Linked DNA regions of Mus musculus: region 2 is linked to region 1. A link is a contact called in public promoter capture Hi-C data. All regions are on one chromosome and are shown on one strand. The core of a region is the stretch at or near the end of the contact, and the rest is flanking DNA. Distances in the headings are between cores, read along the strand shown. Region 1 holds the start of Mettl21e (methyltransferase like 21E). Region 2 has its middle 280 kb from the start of Col3a1.

Region 1 (2,750 bases), core at 46-2,545:
GAACAGGCCTCCCAGGGACATCAACCAAACAGTAACATCACACATCCAAACTGCAGCAACAAGTAATCAGTAATCAGTAATTCCTAGAATTTTTGACTGCTTTGGTAGTGCTGTGATATCATGAAGCAGAAGTGTATGTGTATGTATGTATGTATGTGTATGTATCTGTGTATGTGTTTAACATTTGCTTTCCTAATAGACACGTAAGCCTTCTGTAAGGCACAACCAGAGGGGCACAAGTCTCCATGTACTCTTCAGTGTGACAAATAATTATTGTCATGTTGGTTAATATAATATTGACTTGGGAGTTCTGCATCGTGTAAATCTACCATTGGAGATTTTGTGATCTTCCAAATAACTCCATGAGATGAGGTATATAATTTTTGTTTATCAAGTCACTATTCATTTGTGTTTTAAACAGTCAAAAGTGTAGGTTGTCCTCTGACAAAAATTAACTGGCTTTACATAGCAGTATACATTCTGTATAGTTTTGCGATTCCAGGAATGTTTTACCTATAATATGTATTCCCCAAGTACATCTTCTGTGATTTTTATAATCCTGTTTTATAATGAAGAAAGGTAAGAAATATAGTAGGTAATAGCTCCAAATCATAAGCAGTTACTGATATGACTAATGAATACTTAGCTTCGTGATGCTTAGCTCTGTGTATGTCATGGTATAAAAGTATTTCTTGAAGTTGTACTCACACGCCTGAGTGTGCAGTCTTCTTAGCTTTGATTCCTCCTGCAGCATTAAGGCTAGCATTATCAGAGAAATGGAATATGTGTATGCCCTGAGATGTATACCTATGTGCTGGTTTGTAGATGCTCAGTGAACCATATCTTACTCTGTTTGTTCAGCCCCAGTGAGAAGGAATTGTGGTTATTTGATTCTTGGGTAGAGAATAATGCTACTCACATACTGGTGTAGTTGTTAGATTCTAAAAACCATGTTGACACCCAGATAGATGACATGAAAACCATATGGTGTCTATTTCATAGGACATCATAGCCACAGAGTCTTAAAATAACTTTTGGCATCAGAATAGAAAACTGAGTTTGCTTCGTCTAAGTAGTCTATGTTCTCACTGCAGGAGTGGTGTATATTTAAAAGCTCTAGTTGTGTTCCCAGGCAGTCATGGAACATTCTTACTGTTCTTCAATCTTTGCTTCAGGCTTCACAATGTCACTGTTGTGCAACCAGAGGCAGAGAAACTGCAGCTGTCAGATGCTAATCCTTTCTGCTTGGGTTTGTTGCCAGGGTATACAGTAGAGAACTACAAGCTCAGGGGTCAGCCTTGCAAGCACTACCAGAGACTACAGCAGCAGATCACAAGCTGTGGATGATACTCTTTTACCTTCTATAAACTCAGCTAACACTTTTAGGTATGTCCAGCCTTAATATTGACCAAATACTCATCTCTAGGAAGACAGGTATAATAAAGACTGCTTCCTTTAATAGGAGAAATGGAAAACTTGGAGGAAAATGTCTTGCTATTCTTGAAGCTCTATGACTTTGATGGTATTATGTAACTTTAGGTTTTATAGTGTATAAACTGTAGGGAAATAGCTTGGTTTCTAACTTACAGAGGCATACTACAAAGAAAATTTGTTTATTGGGAAAGGTACATGGGATCTTTGGAAGAAAGTTTTATATTATTATGGAAGTAGTGGGGTTGTCATGTGAAGTCAAATTGAGAAGCAGAAATATCTAATTGTTGTTTTCAGAGACTAACAGTTTATTTAAGATAATTCCAATTACCTACTCTGAGTGGTGTACAGTATTTGAGCTTTCTGTAGACCTTTGCCTGGGTGCTGTGGACACATAAAGATAGAAGGTACCTAAACCACCACCTGGTAGGTAAATTAGTTGAGATTCTAATTTGGTAATATTTTACTATGATTTTCTCAGCTATATAAGAAGCTAAATTATTAAGTAAATATAGTTATGCTTACTACAGATTTTGAATTAACTACTGGCATTTGATATTTTAGTGTACCATTTGCTTATTGTTCAACACACAATCAAGAAAATATCAACATATTGCTATTCATTAATTCGACATTTGATGGACCTCACAGTAACTCACATTACTCACAAAGAGACCTACAAAGGTAAATAATTTTCTTTCTTCTTGTAATTTGAACAATCATGGGTAGACAAACCATTAATAGACTATAAAAACCCTTTCTTTTGCAGTCTTCATTAGCCTTAAAGGTAAGCAGGGCTTATTAATTGTATTTTTGCTTGCGGTTACTAACTCAATGAATAATGTCAAACATCAATGATCCTGATGATATAATAGGTATAATTTTGGCTGAAAATAATAAATTAATCTATGAAAGACATAATAAGAGGACTTTAGAGTTTTTCTTTGATCTCCAAAAATGAACATTTTAAAACAAATGCAATACACCAAATAAATTATTGTGATTATTTTTAAGAAGTTTGAGTGAGAGATCAAAATAGTTCTATACACAAACTGTATATTTTAATGATGTTTGGATGAAAGATGAATTTAGGCTACAAAATACCTCCAACAAGTATTTATTGGCTTTTTGACTGTTGATTAAAGGCAAAAATATGTGACATAATTTGGCTTCTAGAATTAAGAATTGAAATTTGAGTATTTGCAAGTGGACCACCATTTTTAAAGTCTTGCATATAAAGTATGGCTTTGCATAGGTTACTACATATAATGATCATCATTGATATAAAAGTGCTAACTTTTATGTACTAGTTTAGTACA
Region 2 (2,700 bases), core at 73-2,572, 810 kb before region 1:
TCTGTGATGTATTCACATGCATGAAGAATAGACTAAAAATCAATTCTTTCCTTTATTATTCAAAGTAAGATTTTGAGACTACATTATATTCTATAAATGTCTATTAGAAATTTTAGTGGCCAAAAATATTGTATTTAAATGAAAATAACAATGTCAATTAAATTGAAGTAAGTTAAGAATTAATCAAAGTAAGCTAATTAACATATCTGCCATCACATTTAGTGTGTAAATTTTTGTGGTAAAATATTTAAAATCCTTTTTTATTTTTCACATTTATTTATTTATGACAGAGTTTTGTGTAATGCAATATGGCCTCAAACTTACTATATAACTAAGGATGAAAAGCTTTTATGTTAATTTATTTTTGTTTGAATGCTTATGTATATGCTGTGTATAAATACATGTGTGTTTCATGTATGTGCATGTATATATGTGCTGTTATGCACACCCATATTGCTGCATAAGGAGGTCAGAGGGGACATCAGGTATGAGATGGGATTTCTCATTAAACCTGGAGCTCAAAGTTTCAGCTATATTGGCTACTTAGTGAGTTCCTAAGAGATGCCTGTTTTTATGCCTGGCTTTCATGGGGTACTTGGGATTTGAACTCAGAAGCCCATGCTTGCATAGACAGACCTCTTATTTAAGACATGTCCTCAGCTTGAGCTCAAACTTTCTGGTCCTCTTATCTCCACCTTTTGGATGCTAGGATTACAGGCATATAACATTGCTAGTTTTATGCTGCCCTCGGGATCAAAACAGGGGCCCATGAATGCAAGCACTCTACTTTATCGTCATCTATCTTTAAGTTTTCAATATAAGTTTAAAAGTTTTTTATAGCTTTCTTGTTCAGTAAATATTTTAAACTGAACTTCCACATTTTTCCCCATATCTCTAGTGGTTCCTGTTCTAAAAATCTCTGACTTGTTTCAGTAGAAAAATGATATTCTGAAAGCAATCTAGAAGTTAGTGTTTCTTACAGCTTTTCATAAGAGTCGAAAATATATAATTAGAGTATATGTAGGAAAATACAAGGAAGAAGAAATATGTCAAGTAAGTGTCTATATATGCACACATACATGTCAATCAACTATATCACATAGATAAATTACTTTCCTAGTATTATGGTACTGTGAAGATTGCTCTAGGTTATATAAGGATAAACTTTAAGTATCCAAGTATAGAAAAGCATTATTTTAACTTCTGTAGGTTGTAAACCCAAGGATTCATTTTCTAAAACAAAAATCTCTCCAGATGCTGGTTAGATTACACAGCTGCCCTTAGAGATTTTAATTTTCTATAGCAAAACATGAAGCCAGATGTTTCCAGCAGTTCTATTGTTCATGACTCCCCAGTGATTACACAAACATCCTGCAAGTGGCGTGACCCTGCACATTGCAAACACATGGATGAAAAAAAAAAAAAAAAAAAAAAAACTACCCGAGGAGCTGCTACATCCTGACTCACTGTTTAGTTGTATTTTATTACCATTGACAAATGTTGAAATCCATGTGTATGAGAAATAATTGAAACTAAGGAGAGATGTGTCATTTAAATAAAATGTGTGGGAGTGTAGCACATATGTCGGACTGTGCCTGAAAATGGGAGAGCTGTAAATGGAATGCCTTGTAAGAAATTGTAGCTTGCTTTGTGCTATCTTTCTTAATTATGTATGAACCTGCAGGTAGCTTGAGAATTTTTTCTTTTTCTTTTTAATTACTTTTACTTTAATTTACAGTCCAGAGTTGTTTCCTCCCGGTCCCCCTTTCCACAGTTTCCATCCCACTTCTCTTCCCCTGCTGTCTCCAAGATAATGTCCCCCACCACCTAACACCTCCCCCCCACTCTCTGGGACCTCAAGTCTATTGAGGGTTAGGTGTGTCTCCTCCCATGGAGGCCATACCAGGCAGTCCTCTGCTGTATATATGTTGGTGGTCTTGAATCACCTCATGTATGCTGCCTAGTTGGTTACTTAGTGTCTGAGAGATCTCAGGGGTCTAGATTAGCTGAGACTGCTAGTGTCAACTAGCAGTTGCCCTCTTCCTAAACTTCTTCCAGCCTTTTCCTAATTCAACCACAGGGGTCACCAACTTCAGGCCATTGGTTGGGTGTAAGTATCTGCATCTGTCTTAGTCACCTGCTTGGTGGACTTCTCAGAGGGCCTGTCTGTAATTTTGCAACTAAATGTAGTAAGAACAGACACATTTTGTCTGCTCTCTGTGTTGTCATTTCATTAGTAGTTACCAGAAACTAAGTGTGTAAGTGCTTTGATTGGAAGATGGCTGTGACAGAGGTATCTAGGAAAAGACCTTGGATAGGGAGGGAAAGATATCCAGCAGCAAACACATTGTTTGGAAACTAGAAGTCCTGTCAATAACTTAATGTTGGTTAAGTATTTAGCATTACTCACTGTTTTTAAACTCATTCTCACAAAATTCTCTGGTAGAGAAACGACTTTATTCCATGTTTAATAGATAAGAGAAAATATTTGCAGAGATTTTTAACAAAAACATTGCTTGAAGATGCAAAACCAGACATAGTTTCATAATAGCTCTTATGGGAAGATGCATTCAGAGAAGCCTGACAATCATTCAGATTAATCAACTGTACTGTTCAGAGTCACAGCAATGCAACAGAACTCATAACAGGTGATTTGGAAAGTTCACACAAGAGCTAGGCTCGGAACTGAAGAGATGCATC

Evidence for each region. Promoter capture Hi-C pulls out the DNA fragments that hold promoters and counts their contacts.
Region 2: a promoter capture Hi-C map of the 3T3-L1 cell line shows a contact between it and region 1, with 23 times the contacts expected there. The contact joins the enhancer-like site here to the promoter of Mettl21e in region 1. A contact is called at or near these places in 4 of 39 promoter capture datasets (the 3T3-L1 cell line, embryonic stem cells and hippocampal neurons).

What each region holds. Positions count from the first base shown.
Region 1 is chr1:44,217,476-44,220,225 of GRCm38.p6, reverse strand. It overlaps Mettl21e (methyltransferase like 21E), which reads left to right and starts at 1,295. Exons shown (of 5, transcript NM_207281.3): 1 at 1,295-1,386; 2 at 1,996-2,115. The coding sequence starts at 2,070.
Region 2 is chr1:45,030,518-45,033,217 of GRCm38.p6, reverse strand. No RefSeq gene overlaps it. Among named protein-coding and RNA genes, the nearest start is that of Col3a1, 280 kb to the left of the region's middle. Within about 2 kb of position 1,322, at least 32 of the 459 cell types and tissues checked have an H3K27ac peak or open chromatin away from gene starts, as enhancers often do.